Regions from separate parts of the Mus musculus genome. Here regions 2, 3, 4 and 5 are each linked to region 1. A link is a contact called in public HiChIP or PLAC-seq and promoter capture Hi-C data. All regions are on one chromosome and are shown on one strand. Each heading gives the region's core, a stretch centred on a gene start, on an enhancer-like site or on the middle of the called end of the contact. The rest is flanking DNA. Distances are from core to core; before and after follow the strand shown. Region 1 holds the start of Fsbp (fibrinogen silencer binding protein). Region 2 has its middle 7.1 kb from the start of Gm46844. Region 3 overlaps 1700123M08Rik (RIKEN cDNA 1700123M08 gene). Region 4 holds the start of A630034I12Rik (a long non-coding RNA gene). Region 5 holds the start of Dpy19l4 (dpy-19-like 4 (C. elegans)).

Region 1 (6,113 bases), core at 961-3,460:
CCCAGCTTCTATTCCTTTGTTTGTTTGTGTCCAGGCCTGCTCAGTCAGTCAACAGGTTCTCCAGTACAGGAGTGAGGATTAAAAAGAAAAAAGACAGTTAGACAACATTGTAGTGTGACCCCAGTCTATTCTGAGACTGAAGGCAAATTTTTATTTTCTAACCCACTTTTTATACCATTTTAATTACATGCAAGTATTTTCGGCAAGCAGCACCATAAGGAACTACTAACAAAGCAGCAAGTGAAGTGATTACTCCCAAGTTAGTTGTTAAAAAGGGCTTGTCATAATGACCAAAATACTTGAGCCCACTTCCTCGTCCAAGCCCAAAATCTTGCCTGAAGCCTAGTTCCACCCTAAGACTAAAATTCCTGCCTTAACCTACTCCCCTTTTACAGCCTAAAGTTAGATTCTTGTGGAAATTTACTTCCTTATTATGCCCTAGTATCAGATTCCTGCCTGAAGCCCGTTTCCTTGTCCTTGGCCAATGTCAGACTCCTGCCAAGCGGTACCCCAAAAGGATTTCCACATGTTCGTTTTACTTTTTGAAGAGATAATACATTTAAAGCTTGCAGCATTTTGCTAGGCTCATTGATCCTGTTTGTACATGTTTATTGTCTAGTACTCAGGGTAATCATGAGTTGGAGGCTAGCCTGGGCTACATTGAGAATTTGAGCTATACAGGGAGACTGTCTCAAATCAATAGCAAACAGCTCCAACAAAGTGAGGATTCAGTAAGTTTAGTTTGCTTCTTGGTTAAAGAAATGAAAACAAAGTAAATAACTTTAGGGGCTGAGTTGTAGATCAGGGGTCCAGCATGTGGCCAGCAATCATAAAGACCTCCTGCACCAGGAGACATCTTTGTAGCATTTCTGTGCACTCCTGCTTTCTACCAAGCGGCTGTGTCTAGATGCACCTTTATATTTGGGGTCTTGAGCTGTGGTCAGGACCATTGGTGTAGGTTTGCTTAACTGTTGTACAGAGTTGCTCTTACCTCCTAAACAGCACTTGCTTAGTTGCATGCGGCCGCGGCTTTGGGAGTTGGTTTTGCCTTCCACCATGTGAGCCTAGGGATCAAGGGCAGGCTGTGGGCCTTGGCAGCATGCTTTCACCAGATGAGCTGTCTTGCCGGTCTTTGCCTGAATCAAACATGTTCAAGTTGCGTTTTCTTTACTATTTCTTTAGTTTTGAGGCGCTGGAGATTAAAGCTGGGGCCTTGAACGTGTTAAGCACTTGCTGCACCTCACGTCTTTCATCCGTTCCAGGTAATCCCCTATCTGGACAAGCACACCGGGAGGAAATGAGCTTGCTTTGTTTTCATGATGATCACGTGCTTCAGACTAGCATTAAACAGGAAAACTCATAGCTAGATTAGGTGTTCCTTTTCATAGTCCATGTGGTGTGATTAAGATAAACAAGACATTGCTTTAATAGAAACACGATTTTGTTTGTACATGATCATGCCATTTCTCACCATTAATTTTTACACATGATAAAGCAGGATAGCATATTTACGTACGATACAGGTAGAGTAATAGCGAATATTTTTATCTGGGTTTTATATCTAGTATTCAGTAAACACTTGTCCTTGAATAACACAATTATGCAGAGGATACTATCCGCTGGAGACGACGAGGAAGCTTAGCTTTCCTGCAGTCTGAGCTGGTGTAACCTAACTAGCTAGAGGCTATGCAATTCCTGATTGACAGCAGGACCAGCAGTATGCAGAGTCTGTAAGGGAGAACACCCAGCTCAGAGGCAGTGATTAGAGCTTTGTCAGGAACCGCCACGTTCACCCCTGCCTGGTGTCTTGTGTTTTTCGGTCTACTAGATTTGTAAACAAATAACACAGAACAGTTCCTCTTTTGTTTTTATTAAAGTGACTGCGGTGCTGTTTCAGCCCCTCTGCCAGCATACATGCGTGGAAATGTGATATTCTCACTAAATTAGCTCATTTTAAGCTGTGGTTCCTGCTTATCTCCAGACCTTTGTGCATTAAATCCTATCTGGAGCTGCTCCCTGTATACACAAGTGTGTTTTGCTTGTGCTCTCCTGCCTTCTGTGAGAAGCTAGCTTTATGTAGGTCAGGCTTGGCTTAAGCGGCTTTCCTGAACCTGCGTAAGTCAGCTTAAGCTGGAGGAATTTTAATAAGCCCTCCCCTGTAGGCGTGGGCCTAAATGAGGCTAGCCTAGTTAAGCCTGATCTTTCTGTTTGTGAAAAGAGCTGAGCAGAGCTGAAGGCTGCATGGTGGTTTCAGAAACGGCCTACTTAATTCCAAAAGAACAATGGTAGGAAAGGCTAGATCTTCCAATTTTACCTTATCTGAAAAGCTTGATTTGCTAAACCTTGTGAAGCCATATGTGAAAATTCTCGAAGAGCACACTAATAAAAATTCAGTAATAGTGGAAAAGAATAGATGTTGGGATGTCATAGCAGTTAACTATAATGCGATTGGAGTAGACCGCCCTCCTCGCACAGCTCAGGGCCTACGCAGCCTTTACAAAAGGCTCAAAGAATATGCCAAACAGGAGCTATTGCAGCAAAAGGAGGCCCAGTCTGAGTTTAAAAGCAGTGTTTCGGAGCCCACCAAGCAAGTCATGGAAATGATTCCCCAGATTGCCAGCTTCGGCCTCATAAGAGACAGGAGCCACATACAGAGGTAAGCCTTATTTTATTTTGTTGTGGGAATTATGGCGCCTCCTATCTCTTGGGCTCTGGCTTAGCTGTGCTAGACATGTGCATAGCGAGCGTCCCCACAAGGGGAGCCGTGAACAGTGTCTTTGTTTTGCTTTCTTAAAAAAAAAAAAAAAAAGTAAAGCTCTGAGGAGTTCTCTGTTAGGACAGCTTGCAGCTGCTTTCCCTCCATCCTGCCGATTCCACAAGTAAAAGTTAAGGCAGAATTGATGGGATGAAGCTGTGACATCACTAAGTGAACTTTAAAGCCTTCATAGCGTAGAGTGTATAAAGTAATGGGTTTTACTATGACATTTTTACACATTTATTATATACTTTGATTATATCTCATAAACTTGTAAGCCTTAAAATTAGATTACTTGCTTCTGTGAGAAATTATTCTTTTTAAAGATTACATGTCATTGAAATTAAAAAAAAATTTTTTTACATAAAAGTTATATGAAGTTAGTAGTTTTGGGAGCAAATGGGGACTTTGTTTTTTTATGAATTATTACTGTGTATATTTCCTGAATATGCACTAAAGTAACAAAACTTCCTTGATAGATAACATGATTGATTCTAAGTGAAGACTGTTTTGTTTCTCTAGTGTGTTTGAAGTTGGTAAGACAGACACATTGACGAAAGGAGCTTAATAGCTAGCTAAGGGGTTCCAGTTACATAACAGAGTAAAGTGTAATTGGCTAATGGTCTAGTTCCACTCTGACATTGGCTCATAGGGAAGGTAAACTTTCTCATACTGCCCTCTGTAACTTATAAGACTCACATTTAATAAGGGCAACTGAAATAGGGATTGAAAACAGTTTGCGTTAGGTATGATTGTTTGCCTAAAAATTTTAAAAGCTGTTACCTGTGATCAATTTAAATTTAATTCTTGACATAAGATAAAAATGGCAGCTCCTTTCCTTTCTACTGACTGACTTAGGGTACTTTACACAAACTGCAAGCTCTATTAGTTGAAGGCCCTTTCAAACAAAGACTCAAGTGCTTTGCTGCTCTAGGAGAGGCGTTAGATAAGCAAAATTGCTGACTACCTGTGGGACTTTTTGAAGTTAGGGGAGAAAACATTTTAGCTGAAACTGTCTGTTGTTTTGGTAACATTAAAAGATATTTTTTAGTGTTTTACCCTATACTGCTTATTTTTATGTGATTTTTTTTTTTTTTAAAAAAGCACTGCATCTGGGAATTCAGGACATGGCTGTGCAGGGGGTTAATTCTTTCGACCACTGCGAGAAATTTTCACTGTGATGGCAATGAGATTCTATTGGGTAATCTATTGGATGGGTAATCTCCACAGTAAAAGCGTTTGACACTGGACTACTTGTTTTAAATTTTGCTCTTTTCAAAAATAGCCTGAAGAGAAATGACTTTTGTTTTACTGGTATAAAACTATACCTTTTGGGTATTAAATTTAGATTTTTGTAATTTGGAAATGATACATAGATACTGTGATTTTAGTTGATGACATTTAAAATATACAGTGAATACAGAAGAGCACATGAGTAGGTACCTGCTTAATTCTGATCAACATCTCTCTCTCTGCTTCTCTGTTTCTCTCTGTGAGACACACACACACACACATACTCACACACATACACACACACACAAGCTTTTGACACACCAACATTTCTCTGGTAGAAATGAGCTAGCTGATTTGTATATTTCTAGATCTGTTGTTGAAATAGCACTCTTTATTAGGTTTTAAAAAGGAAGAATATAAAAAAAATGCCACTTATATTAGTATCTACATTGATATTTTTTGCTAGCTCATTCATTTAATAAATTTATTTATTTATCTCAGCTATGTATTTATTTAGCTGAGAGAATCTCAAATCCTAATTATCCCCAGAAGTTTTAAAATCTATTTGATTATATTTTTATACAAATATTACTATTAACTTGATTAGACACTCTACTAGGAAATTTTCCTGCACGTTATATATTTTAAAAAAATATCTATTTTAATATTTTCTAACTTTACAACTTAGAATGATTTTTAAAAATTATATTTATTTTATTTATGTGAGTCCACTGTAGCTGTCTTCAGACACTTCAGAAGAGGGCATTGGATCCCATTATAGATGGTTATGAACCATCATGTGGTTGCTGGGAATTGAACTCAGGAACTCTGGAAAAGCAGTCGATGTTCTTAACCACTGAGCCATCTCTCCAGCCCCCTTTCAAAAAATTTTATGTCTCAAAAACTAGATAGTAGTTTATGTTTTATAATCTTTTTGATCCTCTAAATTTATTTATAGTTTTAGTTTGTAGAAATTTTTACTTCTGTTTATCTTTTTTGAGATATTCTTTCTAATGTTATGTTTTACTACTTAGAATGTTTCACCAAAATGGAATGAATAATCGAGGTATAAGCATATTTTTAAGTAGTATGGGAGTATAATGCCTATATTTATATGCTACATGCTATTTGCAGTAAAAATTATGAAGATAATTTAAAACAATTTTTATTTATAGTTTTAACCTTTTCTGGTTCCAGACTTAGTCTAGATGAGAGGTTCTCAACCTGTAGGTCATGACTCCTTTGGGGGTCACATATCTGATATTTATATTACAATTCATAACAGTAGCAACATCACAGTTCTGAAATAGCAATGAAATAATTCTGATTGGTCCTGAAGAGAGTTGTTTATCATCTTCCTCAGAGTCCTCATCTTTATGGTTGGTGAATTGGTCTAGGACAGAAGCAAGAGAATATGTCAGATGATTATAGCATCTAAGAACCTCAACAGTGTAGGGACAATTAATGAGAACATTAACGTGGCTTTTCTGGGCTAGCGAGGTGGTAAAGGTTTTTGCTGCCAAACCTGATGACCTGCCTTTGATCCTAGTATCTTCATGGTGGAAGGAAGGAGAGAACCAACTTCTACATATTGTGTTCTGACCTCCACACACACACATACACACACGTAGAAAAGTGGTTTTTTTTTTAACTTAAGTCTGGGGAGATGGCTTTAGTTGTAAAGTCTCACAAGCAGGAGGATCTGAATTCAGATCCCTAGAACACATATGAAAAGCTGAAAATGGCAGCATCCCCTTCACTGGAGGAATCAGAGGCAAGTGGATCACTGAAGTTCATTGACCAGCTCTACAAAGCAAACAAAACAAAAACAAAAACAAAAACCCAAAACCCAAAAAAACCCCACAGCTTTCTTTGGAGGGTGGGGTTAAGATGGGGGTTTCTCTGTGTGACCCTTTCTGCCCTGGAATTCACTATACAGACCAGGGCAGGCTGGCCTCGAACTCAGAAATCCACTTGAGTGCTGGGATTAAAGACGTTTTTGTTGTTGTTTGGTTGATCTTTTGACATAGGGTGTGGTATGTAGCCCTGACTGTCCTGGAACTTAAGATTATCCTATCTCTACCTCTCAAGTGCTGGGGTTAAAGGTATGTGCCACTATCCTCTA
Region 2 (6,113 bases), core at 1,802-4,301, 440 kb after region 1:
CCTCACAAACGCCCAATGCTGTCCTTATCTGAATTCAGAGCACATTACTTCCTGAGCCCCCACACACAGGCCCACTCACATTCTCCCATCTTCGCTTGCTGGATGTCTCATACACACCTCCTCGGAGTATTCCTGGAATAAATCACATCACCATGCCTACTCTTCTTTCCTAATTGATGACATCACCACCTTCCTGATGATTCAGCACAACGCTCTGAACCCCACCGAACTCTCTTATCTACTTTGCCCACGTTCAGTCAGTTCTGTCTGTGAGCTGTCCTACTTACCTCTAAATGGTCTTCCTCTCCATCCCTACTGCCCCTGGCTTGGTGTGGGACCTGCTCATCAATCTTCGCCCACCATTACAAGACTCCAATCAACTCTCCTAGCAATCTGTGGCATGGCCACCCTGACCATTCTCTAAACCACAATAGAAATCATAACAGTTGCTACTTGGTTGCAACTTTGTAGCCAACAAACCGCTTTCTTGTACATTCTCACACTTAGATCTCATAATATTCTATCTCAAGCTTTCTTTTAATAGGATATTTTGTTAATTTTTGAGATTTCCATTTAATGTATTTTGATCATATTCACCTTCTACCCCCCTCCCAGCTAATTCCCCCAGACTGCAGCGCACACTTCCCACATCCCACCCTACCCAGGCTGCTAGCTGTTCTCTTGCTCTCTTTTTTAAAATAACCTACCAAGTCAATTTGTGCCAGGCCTCCACTGGAATGTGGTCTGCCTACCAGGGGCCTCCCTGACTTCCCCTCCTCCGCAGATTGGAGTGAGAACTCATGAGGCCCTCCCCAGCTCTGTGCTACAATGTCTGCTGGCTTAGTCTTGGGCAGGTCTTGTACAGGCAACCACAGTGCTGTGTGTGTTCATAAATACAGACCCTGTCATGTCCTGAAAACACTTTTGCTCTGGTCCTCCTCAGCTTTTGGCTCTTGCAATCCCTTTGCCCCTCTTCTCTGATGGTCCCTGAGACATTGTAGAGGAAGAATGTGGTACAGATGTAACATTTGTGGCCGAGCACCCCATTGGCTGATGCTTATTTCTCTGCACTCTGACCAGCTGTGAGTGTCTGCATGGATGAGGTTCGAGAGTTGTGCTAGCCTGTGAATACAGAGGATGAAGTTTAAGGACAGACAGACACTATGCTTTAGCAGAATAATAGCATCAGGTTCAGTCCAGGAGCCTGTGAGCTCCCAACCCTGGGGTGTTGGCCAGTAAATCTCACAACATTCTAACAAGATGATAATGTCATTATTCTAATCTAGAACAGGAAACTGAGCCTTAAGTTATCATACTGACCAAATAGTATTGCAAAGATACAAAGAGCTGAGATTTGAATCCAATTCTGAAGACTCTGTATGTGTGGATGACACTGAGCCACACCACCAAGCCTGTATCACCATTGTCTTCAGAAATCCAATGCTTTCAGTCTGGAGAAAATTTTATAACTGTGCCTTAGAGCTTCTTCCTGGCTTTAGAGTTCAGCTTGAGGCAGAGCTTGCATTCTAGCATGAAACCTTGGATCAGTTATGCGAGCTCTCTCGGCCTCAGCTTCTTAATCTGCAGAGTAAAGCTATCAATGCACTGTACCCCCTGGTGTCGTCCTGGGCCTTAACAAGAGAATGCACACGATGCAGAAATGCTCTGTACTGTTGGATGTTGGTAACAATTTAACAGTCTCATTGTGCTGGCTATTTTAAGTCATCTGAGAGGATAGAAACTCAATTGAAAAAATAAGGTTGGGCTGTAAGACAAGCCTGTAGGGCAGCAGTTTTCAGCCTGTGAGTCTCTATCCCTCTGGGGGTTGCATATCAGATATCCTGTATACCAGACATTTTCACTACAACTTATAACAGTAGCAAAATTACAGTCATGAAGTAGTAACAAAATAATCTTGTAGTTGGGATTGCTACAACCTGAGGAACTGTATTAAAGGGTTGCAGCATTTGGAAGGTTGAGAACCATTGTGGTAGCACATTTTCTCATTAGTGATTGATGTGAGAGGCGTGCCATACCTGTGCTGGTGGTCCTGGGCTCTATAATAAGAGCAGGCTCAGGCTGGAGAAGTGGCTCAGTGGTTAAGAGCACTGACTGCTCTTTCAGAGGACTTGAGTTCAATTCCTAACAAACACATGGTGGCTCACAACCATCTGTAATGGAATCCAATGCCCTCTTCTGGTGTGTCTGAAGTCAGCAACAGTATATATATATATATATATATATATATATATATATATATATATATCTTTAAAGCAAACAAACAAACAAGCAAACAGACAAAGCAGGCTGAGCAGGCCATGAGGAGCAAGCCAGTAAGCAGCAGTCCTTCATCACCTCTGCATCAGCTCCTGCCTGCTGGTTTGAATTCTTGCCTTGACATTCCTCAATAGACTCAAGATGTATAAGTTAAATAAACCCTTTCCTCCTCAAGCTGCTTTTAGTCACCCTGCTGTTTCATCACAGCAACAGTATCCCTAGCCAGAAGGCTCATCTTACACCATGTCCCTTTCCTCTTCTATCCAGAGGCAGACCAGAACCCAAGCTGTTCCTTTCTCTATGAAGCCTTAGAAATATCAGTTGATGACCAACTCTTTCCCACAGCACCATAAGTATCTGCCTCTTTAGTTAGATACATGGTTAGATAATAAAGTCCTTAAGATCAGCATGAAATTTTTTCTGGGACTGGTCAATAAGTCTTCAAGAACATCCCTTCTCACAGGGCGTGGTGGTGCACGCCTTTAATCCCAGCACTTGGGAGGCAGAGGCAGGTGGATTTCTGAGTTCGAGGCCAGCCTGGTCTACAAAGTGAGTTCCAGGACAGCCAGGGCTATACAGAGAAACCCTGTCTCGAAAAAAAAAAAAAAAAAAAAAAAAAAAAAAAAAAAAGAACATCCCTTCTCATAACAGATTCGAATTGTTCTTCTACAAACTCTTCTAGTCTGGTTCTTTCACCTTTATCATGTCTTTGCATTGACTCTCCCTGACTCCTCCCACTTCTGACTTCACATTTGTCCTTGAGGCTCTTTCTTGCTCCAGCTTGCCAGCCAGCCCTGCTGCCTCACTCACTCTATCTAGGGACAGTTATCAGACCTCAGCCCCAAGCCAGGATTGTGTCCCCAGGCAAAGTTGTTGCTTGCTTTCTCTGGCATCTGACCTCACTCTACTCCTAGCTTTTTCGGCGCTGACAATACCCAAGGACTGATCAACAATGGTTCTGATGAGATGGTCACAGCTCATATCATCCTGCTGTTACTTGTCTTTCTTGTCTGATAGATGAACTTTTCCAGGAGGTAGAGACCTTGTCCTTGATGGTAGTAGATCTTCCATAGAACCTGGTTTAGAATAAGCTGTATTGAGTGATCATTGATGGAATATATTGCTTCATCTCAACCTGGTGCCCCTGGGTCCACTGACTCTGTCAGTTCTCAAGGCCACAGGGAGGAACTCCGTGGCACATGCACTTCCTCTCCCATTACACAGCCAGGTTCAGATAAACGGGAAGAGCAGATAGCGATGACTCTGTGTGAGTTTTCTTCAGAATGTGAAAGCATCTTATCATCTCACCCATGAAAGACTTTTTTCTTACCCTTTTCCATTGTATGCCATTTCTATAAACTTGAATGTTATCAACATCTTTTATTCATTTCACTTCATTTATATATTCTCAGAATTAATGCTCTGCATCTTACCGAAGTTGTTCGTTAATATTAATCTCCTACTTTTGTGTATTAGTTCCCTGAACAAAATCTTTTCTGATGTTCTCTGTCTGTGTTTGTATTTAAGTCAGTGTGTCTGTGAGTGTGTGAATGTGTTTGTGTGTGTGTGATAGTGTTGTGCCACCTATTACAAAGCATATATTACAAAATAGTGATTAAGTTGAAGACACATAAGACTATAAGATAAACCTCATTTTCTGTTTGATTCTACTACCATGGCTCTCATGGAATACATTTCCCTTAATAACTAGACCTTAAGTATTTTTGGCTATAAAATAATAAAGATACTTAAGTGATCGTGTCTCTTTTTACTTGTGAATATCTGTGGCCTGTGGTTCTAAGACTGAATTTAAGACCTTGGTGTCTCCTAGTCTATGATGATCTCAGAATTAGTCTAAAGGATTTTAAAATGTTATTATTATTTTACTAAGAGAAATATACACTTTGAAATTATTCATTATTAAAATATACAAGATCAAACCACTTCTCACTTCCCTATTACTTAAAGACATATACTTTAGGGAAATATACATTATTACCTCAGTGAGATACTACAGTCTACTAGACAAGTTATTCTTGATGGTGAGGGACACTACTGGACATTATTGTTTGGGATGTCATTTGGTACAAACTTTACAGAAAGCTATTTGGTAGTATGTGTCATCTGACTTAAAATACATCTTTTTTTTCCAACTATGGAATAAAGTTTATTATAACAATAAAGAATGTATACTATACAACATAAAATGTAATACATTAAGTGAAAAAATGGTTTGTAATTAGTATATGGTAAATTGGAAAAACCCAAAGAAATTCTTTGTAATAAGCTTTTCTGCACTATGAGTAAATGGGACCAGGGAGGAAGCACTCAAACAGAATGAGCTGGATCCTGCGAAGAGCTTCTTCAAGGCTCAAGTCCGAAATCTAAAAGTATCACTTTGGGTGTCTCTGCTGGCTAATGTGTGGTGGCATGCTCAGTACCTATTTGAAGAATTCTCATTTCTGCTCAAACCAGAAGATTGAAACAAATTCTGTCAAAAGCTGTAAGTACTGTGGAAAAATAGTTTTCAGTTTAATAATTGGAAAAGAGAAGGAGAAATAGAAGCTAAGTGTAGTTCTGAGGATTCAAGTCTCCAGTTACTGAGAAAATCACAGGCTGGAAGATAGCTTGGCCAATCCATATGCTGCCTCAGCCATTATCCTCTTCAGCAGTTGGCTCTGTAGAATACGACGACATTTAATAATACTGGATAAGGAGGTTGTTCTGCTTAAAAATATATCTTTTAAAATGCATATGCCTTTTCAATTCGTATATAATTGATATAAGTATAAAGTTTTAGCTAAATGGTCATTCTCAGACTTTATTAAAGGAAATAAACTCATCAAATGCTTGTGGATTGGAGACTGGGAAGATGGCTCAGTTGATAAAGTGCTTGGGAGGCAAGCATAAGGACTGAGCTCAGACGCTGAGCATGCACATAAGAAGCCAATGTGGCATCGTGTGACTGTAATCCCAGCCCCGAGGAGACAAGGCCCATGGGGCTTGTAAACCTGCCTGGGATTGCTCAGTGAGTTCCCAGACTGTCATAAAAACATGGTGGGAAGTGACTGAGGAAGACACTAGCCTCCACACATAGGTACATATGTGCATGCTAATACCATACAATATTCATGCAAGTGCATGCTTGCGTGCGCGCGCACACACACACACACACACACACACACACACACACACACACACAGAGAGAGAGAGAGAGAGAGAGAGAAAGAGAGAGAGGGAGAGAGAGTGTGTGTGTTAGTTTATGAATTAAACAAATTAGCATTTCTTAAATAAAGGGCAACACATATCACATATTTGGGGTTACTGCTCTCTAAATAGGGTGTGCCTTGGTACACAATAGAGGAGATATGCAAACACTTATGGGGGAAGGGTCATTTTAGGAAGAACCACTTTCCTGCTTCCTTTCCCCAGCTCCATTATAGGACAAACCAGAATTAATGGGAAATCTCATAATTTGAGCCACAGGTCTGAAGAGGAACTTGGAAGGAGAGAAAATGAGGGAGATAACAAGGGATAAAAAGGCAGAAGTTGAGAAAGGAGGCCGGGGAGAGGGGCTTCTAGATGCATCAGAGTAGGCCTTTCCAGGAGCCCAAGGAGACTCTCTTGTGCCACCTTCTGAGAACAACGTGTAAATGCACCATAGAGATCTTATTCTCATGGACTGTACTGCTCTTTTAAATGGTTAGTATACAGTAAGAGTTTCCTAATGATGTTCTGCTATATTAATAGGTTGGTGCCCGGTGCATTTGGCATCAGAGAGGTTTCATCTAGCAGCGGATGGAAACAGATGCAGAGACCCACAGACAAACAGTAAG
Region 3 (6,113 bases), core at 1,388-3,887, 410 kb after region 1:
AGAGAGGGGACTTAGCACCTGCTGGAAGCAAAAGGAAATTCTGGGCATGCTCAGCGGCGGCATCCTGGGAGAAGGAAAAGATATTTCTGGTCTTCGAGATGGGACCCCTGTGGTTATCTAGGCAAACATTGTCTGTCTGTATTTCCTTGTCACTGTGGTAGGTAAGCCTACTCAATGTCTCAAGAGACCTTAGTCAGAACCCTCCACAGGAGGTCCTTTCTTCCCCAGCCCAAGCAAGAAACACATATGACACATTTCCTAACAGCAGAGAGGACTGAATACAATCTATGCCATGAGCCAAAGATGCCCTTTTTTCTGATTCACAGACCTGCATCTCTTGTAGCATTCGTTTAATCAAATAAATGTCTCCATGAAATGTTCTGAGAGGTAGTGCTTTTTATTTGGGCATGACCCTTTCCAGGGACCTTTTTCATAGTGGAATGCTTATCATGGAACAACCCCCTTGAAAGTGCTCAGCTGATGAGGGTTATATAGAATCTCTTGATAGAGTCTTCCCTCCCCTCACCCTTTAGCAAGCAGCCCTTCTTGAGAAGTTGCAATTTTTTTTTTGTAAACTTCTTTTACTTTTATCACATGAAAATGCCAAAATATTTTGCTAGCTTCCAAGGCAACTAATGGAGAAGGCAGAGTCGCTGCTGTTCAGATATATCCCAAGGATTGGGAGGTGTGTGGGAGCCTAGAGAGCATGGGAGTCACATGTCTGGTGGTGTGCATAAGATAATAAGTTAGTTTGACCCAAGCAAGAGTCACATGACCTCTGGAGACCAGCTTTCTTCTTTAAGCAATGGCTGTATTCTGGGAGCTGCCCCACCTGCCTGTGCCACAGTTGTGGGAAGACTTAGCAAAATGTCTGACGAAGGCTTTGAAGGGGAACAAGCCATCTAGATGCAAGGGGCAGAAATTATACTGTCCTCATCGTCTGCCCCTTATCTAAAGCTAGTGTGGGCAGTTTTATTTTTTCAAGTAAAAGTTTTCTATTCCCAAGTTGAAATGATTAAATTCCATCGGGTTTATGGGACAAAGTTGCCATCTTTCTCACTGAAAATGAAATAGTATCTCTTGTTACTGACTCAGACAAATTTGAGTTTTATCTGAGAACAAGCTTTTACTAAAAGACTTTTTAGTCAGGCTGTCCCTGGATTTGGAAAACATTGCAGCAAACATCTTTTGGGTTGTGGCTTTGCAAAGCATTTATGCAGCCACACAGAGCCAACCATTTCAGAGCTCTTCTTGCTTCACAGAAGGCCAGACATAAGACCTGCTCTGGCTGAAGACAATGTCAGGAGCAATGAAGAAGCCTGGGGCATGGAGCTATGAGCACCCCCTGTGTTGATCACTACGTTCACGGGGTTAAAAGGGCTGAAGTTAGAAAGTTGGAAGGAAGTGAAAGTAGATTAAGTAATAGGTGAGTAAACACAGGTTTACAATGGCATAAGCCAAGTCTTTGCATAAAGACTCATTGAGCCACTTTGCATACTGGGTCTCTGACTTCTAGCCAGCTATCTACCCAACGCATATCATTAATGCTAATAACAGCACACCTTCATTAGCTGCTACTGTGGGAACAAGGAGTATGTGTGAGGCATTGAGCTAGGCAGTTTGCATATATCTCTTCATTTAACTCAGAGGAGAAAAAGAAAAGTCTGTGTTCACTGTTCCCCAAAGTTAAGGTGGTCATGTTTACATTAGCCTGCAGAATGGAGAATAAGAATTGGTCTGAAGGTGTTGTGGCTATCCATGTGTACATACAAAATTGCAATTATGTATTTTTTAAAATGAAGGATGAAATCACTTGACCTCAAACCTCAGAGTGTCCCAATAAAACTGACCCACAAAACTCCTGCTGAAGTCCAGCCTGGCTTTACACCGATGGGTTAACAGAGAGAGGCCACAAGGCTTCAAAGCCCTTCCTCATACCAAGCTTTTTAATGGATGAGTCATAGGAGAAACCTGCAGCTTTGGGCCACAGTGGAAATAACTCATTTCCCCAGTTGCTCAGCAGCAAAACATCAAGGCCAACTGCCTGTACGGTCTAATGGTGTCAAGCACTTTCTTTTCTGGTCTTTGCATTGCTTTTAACATAATGAAACCAACTTTTGTTATCCCCTCTGGAGTTTCATTCTTAAGATCCTATATTTAGGTGTTTTCTCCTCTTGCTTAATAGGAGTCAGGATAAGAAACTCACCAGGCCTAAACTGTCAACTGCCAAAAATAAATCTGTTTTCCCTTTTAATCTTCGCATTAGATTTTGCCAAGCTTCATTACAAAACATGACTAACTACTCTATGGTTTTCACACTGTATGAGCTACAGAGCTTGACTTTCAAAACCCTGAGTGTGTGTTTAGTCATCATTGAAAAAAAAGAGCAGAGAATATTCTCTTGAACTTCTATCCTGTTTAAAATGTTAATTTCACATTAAACCATGCCATCAATGGATACTGATATCATGGGAATCAATGAACCTAGAAGTACCAGGCAGAATACGTATGTTCTGGAACTTTCTCCAGTATGAAATCACGCAAGGCTCTTCAGGCCTTTCAGTGTAACTGTTTCCTCCAGATTGAAACTTCCCTTCCTGGAGGAAATGGGGAGTGGCTCAGAGGACGCGGAAGGCTTGGAAAGTTACAAGATTTGTGAGACTCCTTCCCAAGTTGATATTGCTGGGGTGGGGTGAGGGCTGGGTGGAGGCCTGTAAGACTCTTTTTTTCAGTGCAGCTGCAGCATGTTGGGCAGGGGGCTCTCAGGGATACACTTTTCCTGAGTCATCACCCATGCTGGGGTGATCTTTTCAATGCTGTGGCTGCTTGTGTGCCACCCCTACCCCTGTGGATAACCCCAATAAACTGACTGGGTCAACATAGACCTTGGTAAAATCCTTTCTTTGATCACTCATTGGCACCGTATCTGGAATGAATGAACATTGCAGACCTCTCACGAGGAAAAGTCACACAACAAAGCCCAGTTAGAAACTGATAAGAACTTTTACAAAAATAAATTTTATGAAAACAAGGCCACAGTGTATATGGTTGCTAGGAAAGACAACATGTTTACTAAACAAGACATCTCTGCTGCTTAGTTTTTGTTGACTTGATACAACCCAGGGTCATCTGAGAAGAAGGAACCTCAGTTGAGAAAATGTATCCATTAGACTGACTTTGAGGCAAATCTGTGGGACATTGGTTAGATTGCTGAGGAGTAGCCCAGTAAGGGTGACACCATCCCTGGACAGGTGGGCCTCAGCAAGGCCCATTCCTTCATGGCCTCTGCTTTATTTACTTTCTGCTTCTAGGTTCCTGCCCTGACTTCTCTCAGTGATGGACTGTGATACAATAGACACGTTCCTTCCCCAAATTGCATTTGGTCATCATATTTTATCATATCAGTAAAACCCTAAGTAGGACAACATCTAAAGAGAAGTCTGCCTTGGGGGATGTAGTACAGCTTCAATCTGTTTCCTTTGTGCCTTGCATCTTTTTACCACACCTTCATGTTCCTACTTATATTCAGAATTCCAGCACTCAGGGCCCGAATTCCTCTTATTTGCTAGATCCCTGGGGTCCAAAGCTGAAACTGTGAAGCCTTCTATCTAGTGATAGAAATAGGTGCCATGAAAAGATTCATTCCTGCCACAATGGAGAACACTCTTTCATACAGAATGGAGCATAACTGGGGCTGTATAACTTTGGGGATGGACATGTTGATGAAGTGACACTTAAGATGGATTTCAAATGCTTGCTAGCACTTATCCAGCCAGAGAGAGAATGGGGAAGGGCACAGCAGAGAATGGAGATGGTTGGTGCAAGAGGTACAAATGTCTGAGGGATGGGGTGTCTTTAGCATGGTGATAGTGGTAAAGAGGGGACTAAGAAAAAGAAGAAAGTCAAACCAGATGCTGAATGCAAATTTCAAAAGGTCTGTAGTTCTAAGATACGGATTGTGGATCATGGAGAAGCAGGGACTAGAAGGGTCTCAAGGGAGTTCCTGGTCTGCCTAGATACTTGTTGGAAAGGCAACTTAGCTAGACAGGAGGCGGCATTAGTTTACTCCAGTGCATGAGGGTTATCCTGAAGTACAAGGAGACAGAATGGTAATGTGTTCATGTCTTCTGATGTTGGAGACTGCTGTTCCAGACCCAGGAGACTCAGTGGTGCAGCCAAAGGCCAGAGTACCAAGAGAATGGATAGTATAAGCTCAGAACTAAGTCAGAGTCAACAGGCAGAAGAGTTGCACCCAATTTGGAGACAATCAAGCAAAAGGAAAGAGTTCTTCTTATTCATTCCTTTTGTTCTATTCAGGTCTCCAACTAGCTGATGGAGTAGAGTCATCTGCACTGGGGTGGGGGACAGCTTGCTTCACCTCTACGGAGTCACATGTTAACCCCACTTGGAAACATTCTTGCAGAGTTGTCCAATTATCTGGACAGCTCACTGGCTGGCCCAGTCAATTGACACACTAAATTAACTGTCACAGGACCAGTGAGATAGCTCAGTGGGTAAGATTGCTTGCCATGCCAGCAACCTCATGGTGACCTGAGTTTGATCTCCAGAATTCTGGTAAAGGTAGGAGGAGAGAACAAACTATGGATTCGTTCTCTTACTTCCAAGTACATGTTATAGCATACATAACCCTCATTATGTACACATGCACATGGGTGGCAGACAGACAGACAGATACAGAGAGAGACTAAAAATAAAGCCATCAAAGCCAACACCTCCCTTTCGCCATTTTCTGGTTTCTCCTCCACTTTGCCATCTATCTGCTTCCAGAGAGACCTTCCAAGGAAGCCAGTCTGAGTCTTCCGCTGTTCTGTGAAGTCCTTCTGAGGCTTCTGCTGTCCCAGGACAGTTCCCCTAAGTACCTTTAGCATAACCTTCCTCTCTCCCTTTCCTTTTAGCTAGTTGCTAATTAAACTTCAAGTCTCATCTTAGGCCATTCTTCTGTTGCAGGAAACCTTTCCAAACATTGTTTCCCTCTCTGGCCTGAGTTGAAAACAGTGCCCATGGGTTCCAAAGCACCTTCTTGAGCTCTTTGTGTTACAATAATAACAGGAAATCCACCCCATTGTTAGACAATGTACTATCCTCTTACCTAGCATTATCCTTGTAAGAACTGTAGAGGGAAGAAATCATGAAGAACCCTATTGCACTGATAAGGAAACTGGTTCAGAGGAGAGAGGTAAAGTCATTTGCCTCAAGGCCATAAGAAAGTCGAGATTCAAAGCCAAGTAACTGCTCTCCTCATACTAAGCTCTTTTCTGTGCTGTGTTTTATTCCTGAAGACCATGTGCACTGGGACAATGACAGTGCCCCTCATCTTCTGTAGCCACACCCTTGAGCACAGTGCCAGCTGTACAGAAAACAAAGGTTGAAACGCAAATAAGCGGGCAGATGGTGAAGGTGAGGAGCAAGAGGGAGGGGAGAGAGCAGTGCAGTCGCAGATTACTTCGTTACACATTTAGAATGAGCAAAGAAGCACCAGGCAATTGCTAGAGAGATGTGCAAGATTAAAGCCAGTGAGCGTGGGTGCTATGAGGACACAGATTCCACCAAAAGATCATGCAAGGAGGAAGGCAGCCCTTGAGAACCGCCTGCATAGTCTCGGTTCAAACTTTTATTATATAGGACTTCTCAAGCGTGTACCTCCCTGGGCATTCCTTTTAGAAACGACTCACTAGCTGTTTGTTGATGGCTGCATGAGAGAACGAGAGCAATCGCATTGATCATTTCTGTCTGTTTTACCCACAGTAACAGCTGCTTTCAAGGTCAAGTCTGGAATGTTCCAAGGCACTGGACATGAGACATTCAAGAGCCTGGAGAAGAGACAAACGTTGTCTGTGCAAGGCCAGAGACAAGTAAAGGAGCCATGGCTACAGTTTGTGGACCAGTAGTCTCTGGACCCCCAGTCTTCAGACTCTTAGGCCAGGGCTTGAGTCTCAGATTTTGTTGTTTGGCACAGTGAGTGAGCTGGGCATCGATATGGAGTCAGGTAGAATAGAAAACAGGACTTACACTGATACATTACCTTGGTAAAGCTGTTGTGAGTGAATACAAGGTTGGATGAATCAAGAACCCTTGGCAACAATTGATGCTCA
Region 4 (6,113 bases), core at 1,814-4,313, 390 kb before region 1:
ATTTGTATCTAACAGCCTACTCGTTAGAATATATTTTTCAATCAACTATCAGTTTAAAAAAAAAATCTGGTCCCTGGTAATGCAGGTGTGTAGTACCCCAGCCATGTTACAAGCTGAGGAAGGAGAGTTGCAAAGTCAAGGCCAGTCTAAGCAACCTCTTCTCAATCTCAAAAAGCAAAAACTGAAAGAGTAGCCAGGATTCCAGCTAAGCAGTTCAGCATTTATGCAAGAGGCTCTAGGCTCAGTCCTTAAATAGGTAACTATTGTCTTATTTAGAGGACAGAACTATAGTGTACAAAAATAAGGAATCTGAAAGGTCTACAAAGAGAAGGCACAGCAAAGACCCAGAGACAAGAAGTATGTCAGCTGGGTTTAACTTTATTTTAAAGAAACAGGATTTTATTATCTTGCCTAGATTAGCCTTGGAGCCTGGACTCAAACAACCCAGCCTCAGCTTGTCAGTAACCAAGACAACAGATAAAACCCCTGGCTTTTGGGAACTTATTTTTTTCCTTCCTGAAAACGAATATGGAAATAATCAAAATAACTACTTCAAAAAATGCTGTAGAGGTTAAGTTTACTGGCCACAAATTTTAGGACATGTACAGTAGACTCTTCTGAAAATGCCAAATTTCCTAAGTGCATAAAGACATTTTATACTTTTTTGAGACAGGGTCTTTCTACATAGCCTGGCTTTCTAGAACCAACTATGTTCCACCTATTCTGCTTCCCAAGTGCTGTCATTAAAAGTGTGAGTCACCACACCTGTCAGAATTTTATATCTTAAAGCAAGTAAATGTAAAGCTGGAATGACTGGGGGGGTGGGGGTCACTAAAGGCAAACTTAAAAAGATGAACAATTGGTGTTAGAAAGATGGCTCAAAGGTTAAGAGCACTGGCTGCTCTTCCAGAGGTCCTGAGTTCAATTTCCAGCAACCACATGGTGGCTCACAACCATCTGTAATGGGATCTGATGCCCTCTTCTAATGTGTCTGAAGATAGTGACAGTGTACTCATATATATAAAATAAATAAATCATTAATATATATGTTATATGAACAAGTAAATATGTAACATGATGCTTTTAAGGAAATATCTAACATGGATCTTGCTATGTAGACCAGACTAACCTCACATTTACAGAGATCCATCACCTCTGCCTTCTGACTGCTAGGATTAAAGGCCTGTGTACAGCACCACAAACGGCTAAATTTGTTTCTTAACTTCTGTTGAGGAGGAAGAGCAAAAATAGCTTGTATTTATTAATCAACTCTATGATTGGTCAATATGGAGTCTCTGTACATTTTCAAATTTGATGTTTATCAGTATGTATTAGCTATATAGAAAGGTTTCATTTTAACATTTTATGCCTGCATAAAAGTTTGATCATATTTGCCTCCCACTATCTACTTTACAAATAGTCCCCTATTTCATGTCTCGCCTTCCAAGTGCTGAGGATCAAACCCATGATAGGCCAAGTGCTCTACCACTGAGCTGTAGGTTCTACATGTGAAAACATACCATACTTCCCATTCTGAATGTATAAAGGCTTGTAAGTACCTTGTTTTACTTTTTAATTTATTTTTGGTTTTTCAAGACAGGGTTTTGCTGCCTAGCCTTGGCTGTCCTGGAACTCACTCTATAGCAGAGGCTGGCCTCAAACTTAAGAGGTCCCTTGCTTCTGCCATCTGAGTTCTGATCTTAAAGGTGTGCACCACCACTGCCAGCTTGCTATCTTAGTTTTCGTTGATTCAATCATTCTAATTTTGCTTTTCCTATGGCTACTCTGTTCACGTAATACTTAGATATGCCCACAGTACATTTTTAATGACGTACGTACACTAACTTATGCGGTTGGACTTATGATACTTAAGACCAATCCCATGTAAACGACAGCCCTCGTTTTCAGTGTATCCTGGCCAAGTTCACCTACATAGGCCACCAGTTGGCACTTTTAGGACAGTGTCTCACATAATCTAGGCTGGTCTTGAAGTCACTATGGAGCGGGGCTGTAGGCCATCAGTTTTACTTCCACTCAGATAACACACCTCTGCTTTCTTGCCATAACGGGTTAGATCTCAAGCTGTACAAGACGACAGCTCCAGCAAAGGGAGGTAACTCCCCCCCCCCCCCCCAGTCTTGATAAGCAATTATGGGTTGGGTGAACGCTCCTTAGGCCTAGACAAGGCACTGGGTCTCCTCTGATCCTGTCTACGTGTAAAGCTGGGAAAGTAAGCTTTAGCCGGTGTGAAGGACCATGCGAAGACCCGGGAAGTGTGACGAGGGCCTTCCTGGGCTCTTAACCACAGCGTGGCACAAAAGGCCCACCGCGGCCGGAGGCCTCCAGGTGCATCTCGGGAAGGGCCGGGCCGCGCGGCCGCTGTCCTTGGCGCCCTCGCACCGGCTCACTCCGGACCAGGATGGCTAAGCGCGGGACCGCCGGCCTGCGGGAGCCCTTCCTGCGCTTCCGCGGCCTGGGGGTGGTCTTTGTTCCCCAAGCGGCGTCGCGCCACGGGACTGTGTGTGCCGTGTCACCCGCAAGCCCGGCCTGAGGGTGCGCAGGGCGCCGAGAGGTAGTCGGAGCCCGGGGCTTAGGAGCGGCGCGGGGCGGCCCGCCACGTCCCGGCAGCGCTCGCAGGCGGGAGGCGCTCCCGCGCAGGCAGTTCGCGCGGGCTCCGCAGGGCGCGCTGGCTGCCGGGCAGGGCCGGGGCGGGGCGCGGCGCGGCGCGGCGCGGCCCGGGCGCGCACGTGGTGCGGACCGTCCTGCTCTCCGGCCAGGTCCCCAGAGCCTCGGCGCTCGTGCGTGCGGACGGGGAGGGCGCCCGCTGGAGTCCCGAGAGGTGGTCAGCGCCCGGAACAGGCGTCTGAGGAGAAAGGCAGCGCGCGGCGCCAATATTTCCCGCGCGGGCTCTGGGAGGGAGCCGTAGGCAAGAGCGGAGTGGCCGCTCGGCGGCGCGCGGGGACAAGGCTCCCACGTACCTCGTCCGGCCGCGCTGAGGCACCTTCCTGTGCGCCGCCGCCCGCTCGTCGCCCGGCGGATGGCTCCGGCTCCGCACGTGGCGGGCGGCGCGCTCCGGCGTGTTTACATTCTGCGGCCGCTCCACGTTGTGCTGCCGTCCTCTCCTGCCATTGGCCGGCTCCTCCCGGAGGGGTGGGCCCTAGGCTCCCGCTCCCCGTGCCTCTGAGGAGACTTGGGGTTCCCCACCCCAGCCCTCCCAAGGCCTCTGCCAAAACGCGGAGCCGAACCGTAGCCTGACACTCCGAGATCTAAGAGCCACCGTGAGGGGGCCCGGCGCGAACTGGAAGGCGTGCGGGAGCCTGTGGTGGGCAACCAGCATGGGGGAGGAGCCTCTGAGCCGTGCAGCCGCGGCGCGCGCAGGTGAAGCGCCGAGAGGGGCGGAGGAGCACGGTCCAGGAGGGCAGCCGTACGGCCACTCGGCGCCCGCCCGCCCGCCAGCCCGTCCGCGCGCACTGAGGGCAGGGCGCGGCGCGCGCGGGCGAGCTGGGCGGGCGCGGGTGGGGGAGGGGAAGGCGCCGGCCGAGGTGTCAGTCTGCGGCGCATGCGTGCGGGGCGGTCCGGGCCCGGCCTATATATTGAGTTGGCGCCGGCGCCAGCTGAGCCGAGCTGTGGAGGGTCTGGCGGTGAGGAGGTATTGGGGACAGGGGCATGCGGGAGCTAAGGGAACCACGTCTGGCGGGAGCCATGGGAGAGGAAAAATGGGGGGCGGGGGTGGGACAAGAAGTAGGAGACTGGAATTCAGGGGTTCCCGAGGTTGGTCCCTGTCAGGATTCTTGTCAGGAGGCCAAGCAGAGGCAGGGGATGGAGTGTGTCCCCAAATGAGAGGCCACGGCAAAGCTTCTCTGGGAGCTTCTCTGTCCATCCTCACTTGGGGAAGGTCTCCCGCGCGAGAGGATTAAGGTGGGATCACTTCACGGAGAGATTCTTAAGCACGGTTTTCTCCTTTAATTCCCCCCCCCCTTTCCTTCTGCTCTTCTGGAATTGGGGTCCCGTCACCCCTGCAAGCGACACTGCCCGCCGGGTGGGGCTGGGAAGGAGGGAAAGGAGCCTGGAGGACGTGACACCAGAAGGTTCCCTCCACCCCCTGCTTCCCCGCCACAGCCGCTCTCCAAATTGGCGCGGAACCGGCTTCTCCACAGCCCGCTCTTGGAGGCTCGTCCAGGCGCCTGGCGGCCGAGGCCAGGACGTGCCTTTCCCACCCTGGTTGTCCTGGGGAGTGCATGAATGGCCCAGATGATCATCTAAGGGTGCTAGGGGACTTTGCAAATTCCTGAACGCACTCGCGTTCCCAGTGTACAGTTAAGGAAATGAAAGCATGAATGTAAAATTACTGAGATAGCGAGTGTATTTCAGAAAATAGTGCAGTGTTTTATTTTTAAAGGTTTAGGCCACCTTCTAGTAACGTTAGTTGGTAACTTCTGAATCAGTTTTAATTTGGAACTTGAAGATTATGGATGACTATGTTCTTGATTTTGTTTTTCTTCTCCCCTATTTAGAGGTTTCATAGTCCTTGAAGAGAATGTCAAGACGCAGGTAACAGTGTTAGTCTTGGAGACATGTTTCAAAATTAGCTGCTGCTTTTGAAATATATGACGTACTAATTAAGCTTCCTTTCTACAATTCATCACAGTAGCCGTTTACAAGCTAAGCAACATGCCCAGCCCAACCAGCCAGACTCTCCGCAAGAAACCCAGATAATTCAGGCCAAGAAGAGAAAAACAGCACAGGTGATTTAAGGAAAAAGAGGGAGAAAGGGAAAAATATTCCTTGCTGAAACCTTAGTTTACATGTTCTTTTCTATTCTTCAGGATGTCAAAAAAAGAAAAGAGGAGATCACCAAGAAGCATCAGTATGAGATTAGGGTAATGCAGAACTGGACAGGGTGGGCTGGGGAAGAATAAGAGTGGAATCATGTGTTATTGCCTTATAGTGGGAAGATTCTGATACTTTAGAGGTGAACTTGAAGGAGGTTCATATAAGCCTGAGTCCTACAGCTGCAGTGTAGATGGCTTAGAAGCAGCTGGTTCCCTTTGGTAAATCCCTCCCTTTTGGAGCTGGCTGGTATACTAGGTCTGCCTATATACTGCTCTTTGTTCATTTTCAGACTACAGTGGAGGGCCCTAATAGCTAATGAGTGGCATAAAAAGGATGTGAGATCACTGTCAGTTTGGCAACCCGGCTTTGGGATCCCTTCCTATGTGTTTACTTGGAGATGGTAATTCTTTCAAAAAGATTCTCTAAGTGATTCCACTTGACTAAATTTTTTGATGTTTTCACATTCAAGTATTAGAAAACACGTTAAAAAGAGCTATTTTTTAAAAAAGTATCCTTGCTAGAATTTCTAGATTCAGAGAACTAGTCTTAAAATTATTTCACTTTACATTAAAATGCATGTTATTATTTCAGTACATTAAGTATTGTATTACCTTGTATTACCAGGCTTCGTTATCTAACTTAAGAAGACTAATATGAATTATATGGCTTTAAAAATAAAATACAGGGCTGGGCGTGGTGGCGCATGCCTTTAATCCCAGCACTTGGGAGGCAGAGGCCAGCCTGGTCTACAGAGTGAGTTCCAGGACAGCCAGGGATACACAGAGAAACCCTGTCTCGAAAAAAACAAAACACAAAACAAAAATAAAATACGAACATCAAATTGGCTATCATTTGAAATTGTAGAACAAAAGCCAAGGTTTCTTAATGCACTAACAAGTTTTTCTCTTTCTGTTTTGAAATGACAGAATTGTTGGCCACCTGTACTGTCTGGAGGAATCAGCCCTTGCATTATCATTGAAACACCCCATAAAGAAATAGGAACAAGTGACTTCTCTAGATTTACAAATTACAGATTTAAAAATCTTTTTATTAATCCCTCACCTCTGCCAGATTTAAGGTAAAGAAAATTTTTTAGTAACTTTATGCTAAACATTAAAAGTGGTAGAATTAAAGCAATGCCAGGTATTTTCTTTTGACTTTAATATAAAATATGGAAACTTGATTTTGGGGGGGGGGTTTGTTTGTCTTTTAGTGCTTCACTTACTGAAAGTAAGCATGTATCATTCTACATGAGATATTTGCAAATGATAGCAAGTGAT
Region 5 (6,113 bases), core at 1,342-3,841, 260 kb before region 1:
CATTAAATTTTAGCAGCAATAACAGTACAACCTGAGCTGGGTCTGGTGACTTACTGCTATGATCTCAGCACTCAGGCAGGCAGGTCTCTGTGAGCTCAAGGCCTCCAAAGCCAGTTCCAGGCTAGCCAGAGCTACATAGTAAGACCGGACAAAGACCGCATGTATTTTAGCCAATTTATCTACTTTGTCATTTTTGCCTGGCCCTAAAAACCAGAAGCTAATTGAGTGCAAACTTCTCACCTCATCTCTATCATTGTTCATCGAACTTCACAACTGAAAGACAAAAGTAATGTTATGGTGATGATATAGTTAGGCAACAGAGCTTATTAAGTCCTGGGTGGTACATGCCTTTAATTCCAGCAGAGGACAGCCTGGTCTACAGGTTCACTTCCAGGACAGCCAGGGCTGCACAGAGAAACCCTGTCTCAAAAAACCAAAGGAAATGAAAGCGAGCGAGAGAAAGAGAGAGAGAGAAGAGAAGGAAAAAGCCAAACTAAATGATGACTACATATCCACAAGAATAACCTTGCTACTTCAATCTCTAGTCCCATCATAGGCACATGAGCCAACAGAGCTACAAACAGGCTTCCAGATGTCCATGTAGACTAGAAAGGGTCCAAGAGAAATGTTAACACTGTTCTCCTCAAAGCCTGTGTCTGTTTCAGGAAGCATCAATGCAAGCACCATTGCACACACAGTACAGGAGAGGCGTCTGGAAGAACATTTACTTCCAGGGACAGCTGGACAACAAAGAGGCTCCTGAAGGACCTGAGAATAAGCCAAAAGCTATAAACTGTACCTGACCTGAATTCAAACAAGAATATAGAGACTGGCCTAATTTTAACATAATAAATACACGATATGTAAACAGAAGGGATTCGGGGAAATTCCTGACACGGGACGTGTTTGCTGTAAATATTATCATCACAAACATCATTACAATAAATATTTATACTTTGTTGACTATTATATCCCAGCACCCAAAAGAATAGAGACTTAGCCAAGGAATTAAATATTTGTTGAAAGGACCCATTATTTTAATAAAACTGCCACCCAGTAATTGTCCTGAATAAAACACATGTTTTTAGATTACCTGTAATTCTATAACCAAAAATCATTTAACAGTTTATAGTCAACTACTTTTACAAAATGATATAGCCTTTTAAAAAGGTCCACATCATAGTTATTAAGTATAATAATTCCATCTTAAATGCAATTTCTGCATATTTACAATATCAAGTTTTAGTGGCACTGTGCGATTTTTCTCCTGTGTTAAGTATTAATGTGCTCACAAAGACAAACTGGTTTATCAACCTACCCACACAGATTTGTAACTAATCACAAAAATAAAGTTTAAAAAAAATCTTTGTCAAATGATAACACATTGCAAACACAGATATAGCTATAGCTAAAGAAAAAAGAGGAATTACATTCTTCCTTACCAGCAACCTGTTTTGAGGCTGGTTTTAGGTAGTATCTTAAATGTGCATGAAATTTAACACGAAGAGCTGCAGGAAGAGGAGGAATGGCTGAATCATGACCTCAGGGACAGGACATCTAGTCCCAGTCAGCATGTACTTCTAATAGTCTTTTGAAAAATGGCTTTCCATTGAATTCTTCAAACTCCCTTCTTGTCTCCTTGGTTCAACGGCTTAAATCTAAACCAGATAACTAACGGTCGCATTCACAACTCCACTCAGTAAGATAAAAACTGCTTTCCAGCAGAATGAAACATGTAACTGTTCATCCGAGCGAATGAAGTCCAAGAGCTCAATCGTGCATACACATCCCATGAAGTTACTATGCCACCAATACTTTTTTACACTATGTATCGTACACTGCTAAGTTTTTTGCCGCTTCCTATCTTTTGCTCACTGTCCAAATCCTCTATGGATAAATATTGCTGGCTAAACAATAAATTCCCTTGGCACTGACCCTGAGGAGCGTGCAGAGCTCTCTCCAGTCCATTAGTTTTAACCCTAAAACTGACCTCCTCCTCCCCTAAAACCACTTACATGCCCCTGCCCTTTGGCATTTGTTATCCATTAGAGCACAAGTGAACTCCGTCAGGTTCTGCGCGTCCATCCCAGATCCCAGCCTCAGTTTCCCGCGAGGGGTGCGATCCCTCCCATTCTGCACCCAAAGCTTCCAGCCTGGACCAGAACCCACCCAAGCTCGTCCTGCTTTCCACTGCGGAGCAACTCCGGACCCGCAGCCCCGCCACCCAACAACAGCTTCCTTTCCGAGACTCCTGACTTTAAGTTCCACTTCTGCGTCCTATTTCGGGAGACGAAACTTTGGGCCATTTTCTCGGCTCGCGCCCGGTTCCACTGCAAACTCGGGGGCGCGCGCCCCCGCCCGCCCTGCTCCCCGCGGCCCGCAGCCAGCAGTCAGGCCCGGCCCCTCTCCCGAGCCCGCCGCGGCAGTTGGCGCGCTACACGCCGGAGCCTTCACCTTCTTCCTTTGCCATCGTCTCCGCGGAGACCCGAGTGGCCCTACGGCTCCCGAGCAGCCCGGAGTCTCCCAAACCTCCGAGTATCCAAACCCCGCGGCCGCCCCGGCCAGCTCCCGGCTGCCGCGCCCCCACTTCCTGACCCGCCCCCCTCTGGTGTCTCCGCCAACTGGGTCCCTCCAAGGCGCTCCGGGAACCAGAGTGCAGGGAGCGGGGCCCGGCCGGAGCGTTTCGCTAGAGCGCCTCAGCCATGCCCACGATGGCCACGGGATGGCAATGCTCCTGGGAGGAGCGAGTCCCCGCCGCCGCCCTCGCTCCTTGCTGAGCCTCACAGGAAAGCAGGAGCCAGAGCAAGCTTTTCGTGACGCTGGGATCCGTCTCAGAAAGTCATAGACTGTAGGCCAGATCCAGTCCCTATGTCCGGCCGATTTTTCAAACAGAAAACGGAGTTTCAACTGCAGAGCAACGAGTCCTGGACTTGTTACGATGATTTCAAAGCCAGGCAAGACGTTCTAGGCAGGTCCTTTGGATTAGTAGATGTTTGTTTGTTTGCTTGTTTGTTTTTGAGACTGGATCTCTCTATATGGCCAAGGCTGCTCTCAACTTGCCTCAGGTTCCCTACTGCTGCAATGGCAAGAGTGATACACAGTTTGGTTTAGTAGACACTTGGCGGCTACAAAAAAGTTTGTACCAGGTTATTCCCTATTGTAATCCCAGACCGTGACAAGTAGAGGAAGGAGGTTCATTATCAAGGCCAACCTCAGCTACATAAGCAAATTAAGTTATTATCATATAAAAAAGGAAACACAAGAGAGAGCAACGTGTCAATCACGAAAACTGCCTTGAACAAAATGTTTGCTCATGTCAATATTCTGGAAGAAAGCACAATAGTACTTTATAGTCTGCTATGAGGAATGTATAGAGATTATTTCATAACAATAGAATGCAGTTTAATTTTGTTGTGCAGTGCATGACTCATACTGAGAACACTGTGGCACGCCTTCAGTTGGCCCAAAAGCATGAGTGAACAGCCACTTCAAAAAAAGGATAGCTGTCTGTCTGTCTTTCTTTCTCTTTCTTTCTTTCTTTCTTTCTTTCTTTCTTTTTCTTTCTTCCTTCCTTCTTTCCTTCCTTCCTTCTTTCCTTCCTTCCTTCTTTCCTTCCTTTCTTATGTAGGCCTCCTATAGTAATTCACAGAAACTCCTAATTTTTTTTCCTATAATGCCTGGTTTCTGGATCTGTTCTGATTCTGTGGGATCCTGATCTAGTGATATTGGGGGTCCAATCCTACATTCAGGAGGGACGGGGGGGGGGGGGTTAGAGCACTTGTTTCTGGTTAATTGGGAGTTCAGCCAGAGCCACCAGTTCTTTTTCTGCCTTGCCTTGGACTCAGAGTATACCCTGGTGATACTGGAGGCTGAGAAAATTAGAGGCCCAGCGCTTGAGCTCCCATTGGCAGGGTTTCAACACTTAGGTTGCACAACACAGCCAAGGAACCACAAGGATGTTCCACAACACTAGGTTCATGTCTAGGGTTTGGAGAGGCCCAGCACAGGATGTCTAGCTGAGACAGGATATCTAGTTGAGACAGGATGTCTAGCTGAGACTAGAAGCTGTGACAGAACCCAGAAAGGCCCAGCCTAACTGAAATGGGAAAACTAGACATTTAGGAGACCTCTGGTGGGTTTGGAAGAATCAGCCTCTTTGGCTTAAAAGCCGTCTCACAGTAATGACAAATTAGGTTCATTCCTCTTTATGATTAAACTTGTTTTTCAAGGATCAGGCTATGCTCCACATAAAACCTGTGACCTTAACTACAAATGGTTTTGTACTGCCTGTTCCAGGAATGATAATTATGTCTTTGTTTCAATTTTTTTTTTAACCATCTTGCAACCCTACTTCCGTTTCATAAGGGTTGTCATGGCTACCTTGTTATAACTACCAGTTTTATGCTCACCTTGCAACCATGTCTTTGTTTCAGGATGCCCTTAGGAAAAGCTTGCTATGATGTTCTGCTCCTGTAACCCCACCTATTTTGCTTGCTAAATCCCCCATTTGAAAAACCCCTACTTCTGAACTATAAAAAGCTTTGTCTTCCTCATATTCAATGCTAAACTCTTGAGCCACATCTTGGTAAGAGGTCTGTGTACATGAATTTAAAAATCTTCCTTTAACTATTTGCTTGCAAGGGCTGGAGAGATGGCTCAGCAGTTAAGAGCACTGGCTGCTCTTCCAGAGGACCCGTGTTCAACTCCCAGCAACCACATGGCAGCTTACAACTGTCTGTAACCCTAGTTCCAGGGATCCAACTCCTCTCCCAGACAAACATGAAGTCAAATTAACAATGCACATAAAAAAGAAATAATTATTTGCTTGCCTTAATTAATTTGGCCATGATGAATTGAGTCTGTGGTCCTTCTCTTTCCATCTTTGAGATTAACACGTGCTCAAAGGTCTTGGGCAAAGTTGTTAATACCAGGAACCATCAACTGTGACCAGGTTTTAAAACTGGCAGGACACACTGTGCTGTGCTGAAGACTGTTGCTTGACTCAACAGCTAGTTTTGTCTCAGTTGTCACTAGTTCTGACATGTTTCCTTTATTTTTGAGGCAAAGACTCATTCATATACTCATGTGCCGTTACACCCAGTTTTCTGAACTTTTCTTTTAAAATATGACAGAAGTGAAGTTGAAGGAGTACCTCAGAAGATTCTGGCTTCCACAGACACCAAGCACGAAGGCAAAAACCTATATTCATTAAAAGTAAAATAAAAAATAAGAAATTAAGCATATGTTTTATTAAAATATTTTAAAAACATTTTTAGATTTCTTTTATGTATATAAATGTTTTGCATGCATGTGTGTCCCTGGTGCCTGAGGCAGACACAAGAGAGTATTAGATCCCCTGGAAGCAGCTATGGACAACTGCAAGCCAACACAGGAATACTGAGAACCACTCCTGCACGTTCTGCACCAGCACAAAGTGCTCAAAACAACTGCACCATCGCTCAGGTCCATGGGAAAGGATATTTTGAGATGGATATACTAAAAACCTTGAAACTTATTAAAATACAGATTTTTGTCACTCAAAACTCTTCTAGAAAGATATTTTTAGCTGGTTATGTAAAACAAAATTCAAAAATATTGGTACTAAAATATAAACACCAAGCAGTCTAGCATCAAAACTTTCTTAGGTGGTACAGGCATAGCAGTACCTGCCTGTACTTACAGCACCTAGGAGGTAGAGGTAAGACGATAAGGACCTCAAGACCAATCCCAGCTACATTGTGTGGTCAAGGTTTCTCTGGGCTACAATGGGACCCTGTCTCTAAATAAATATTTTACAAAGGGAAAAAAGGACAAATAGATGGCTCAGGGAGTTAACGAACTTGCTGCTAAAGCTGACTAAGGTAACGCTATCTTGTCCTAACTCTGTCTTATATCTCGCCCTTCTACTCCACAATAGCCCGACTTCCTTGGCAACATGCTGGAACTGTTCATGACCCTGACTGTGGTCCATATGTACTAACAAAAATAATGGATGTAAAATATACATCTAAAATAATAAAAAGGGAGTGTAAGCAAAAATAATTGTCATGTTGTCTGGAAACACTGTGAAGCTCTGCAAGAAAGCAGACATTACTGGGCCACCCCAAGACCCT

What was found. Promoter capture Hi-C pulls out the DNA fragments that hold promoters and counts their contacts. HiChIP or PLAC-seq counts read pairs in DNA pulled down with a chosen protein or histone mark. Capture Hi-C pulls out chosen DNA fragments and counts their contacts.
Region 2: an H3K27ac HiChIP or PLAC-seq map of extraembryonic endoderm stem cells shows a contact between it and region 1, with 4 times the contacts expected there. The contact joins the enhancer-like site here to the promoter of Fsbp in region 1. A contact is called at or near these places in 12 of 39 promoter capture datasets (the C10 cell line, the HPC-7 cell line, HPC-7-derived erythroid cells and 8 more), 5 of 115 datasets of contacts at active chromatin or transcription factors (differentiating embryonic stem cells, embryonic basal ganglia, epiblast stem cells and 2 more) and 2 of 9 other capture datasets (adipose tissue and liver).
Region 3: a FOXA1 HiChIP or PLAC-seq map of pancreatic cancer cells shows a contact between it and region 1. The contact joins the enhancer-like site here to the promoter of Fsbp in region 1. A contact is called at or near these places in 2 of 39 promoter capture datasets (the C10 cell line and cranial neural crest), 2 of 115 datasets of contacts at active chromatin or transcription factors (embryonic basal ganglia and pancreatic cancer cells) and 3 of 9 other capture datasets (adipose tissue, embryonic stem cells and liver).
Region 4: a promoter capture Hi-C map of liver shows a contact between it and region 1. The contact joins the promoter of A630034I12Rik here to the promoter of Fsbp in region 1. A contact is called at or near these places in 3 of 39 promoter capture datasets (the C10 cell line, hematopoietic stem and progenitor cells and pre-B cells), 1 of 115 datasets of contacts at active chromatin or transcription factors (embryonic stem cells) and 2 of 9 other capture datasets (adipose tissue and liver).
Region 5: a contact with region 1 is called in a promoter capture Hi-C map of embryonic stem cells, with 2.4 times the contacts expected there. The contact joins the promoter of Dpy19l4 here to the promoter of Fsbp in region 1. A contact is called at or near these places in 3 of 39 promoter capture datasets (the C10 cell line, cranial neural crest and embryonic stem cells), 6 of 115 datasets of contacts at active chromatin or transcription factors (the SCID.adh cell line, cardiomyocytes, embryonic stem cells and 2 more) and 2 of 9 other capture datasets (adipose tissue and pancreatic islet).

What each region holds. Positions count from the first base shown.
Region 1 is chr4:11,577,452-11,583,564 of GRCm38.p6, forward strand. It overlaps Fsbp (fibrinogen silencer binding protein), which reads left to right and starts at 2,211. Exons shown (of 2, transcript NM_001256142.1): 1 at 2,211-2,656. The coding sequence starts at 2,283. The region is part of intron 3 of Rad54b (RAD54 homolog B (S. cerevisiae)); the gene reads left to right.
Region 2 is chr4:12,017,965-12,024,077 of GRCm38.p6, forward strand. No RefSeq gene overlaps it. Among named protein-coding and RNA genes, the nearest start is that of Gm46844, 7.1 kb to the left of the region's middle. Within about 2 kb of position 3,052, at least 9 of the 459 cell types and tissues checked have an H3K27ac peak or open chromatin away from gene starts, as enhancers often do. A contact at or near this core is called in extraembryonic endoderm stem cells, where this site is marked.
Region 3 is chr4:11,988,099-11,994,211 of GRCm38.p6, forward strand. It overlaps 1700123M08Rik (RIKEN cDNA 1700123M08 gene), which reads left to right. Exons shown (of 5, transcript NR_040577.1): 5 at 5,767-6,113. Among named protein-coding and RNA genes, the nearest start is that of Gm52722, 4.1 kb to the right of the region's middle. Within about 2 kb of position 2,638, at least 163 of the 459 cell types and tissues checked have an H3K27ac peak or open chromatin away from gene starts, as enhancers often do. A contact at or near this core is called in adipose tissue and pancreatic cancer cells, where this site is marked.
Region 4 is chr4:11,188,167-11,194,279 of GRCm38.p6, forward strand. A630034I12Rik (a long non-coding RNA gene) reads right to left here and starts at 3,064. Exons shown (of 3, transcript XR_001784240.1): 1 at 2,979-3,064. Ccne2 (cyclin E2) reads left to right here and starts at 3,543. Exons shown (of 12, transcript NM_001282943.1): 1 at 3,543-3,649; 2 at 4,515-4,551; 3 at 4,649-4,745; 4 at 4,827-4,880; 5 at 5,760-5,911. The coding sequence starts at 4,538.
Region 5 is chr4:11,319,546-11,325,658 of GRCm38.p6, forward strand. Dpy19l4 (dpy-19-like 4 (C. elegans)) reads right to left here and starts at 2,592. Exons shown (of 19, transcript NM_001081201.2): 1 at 2,455-2,592. The coding sequence starts at 2,470.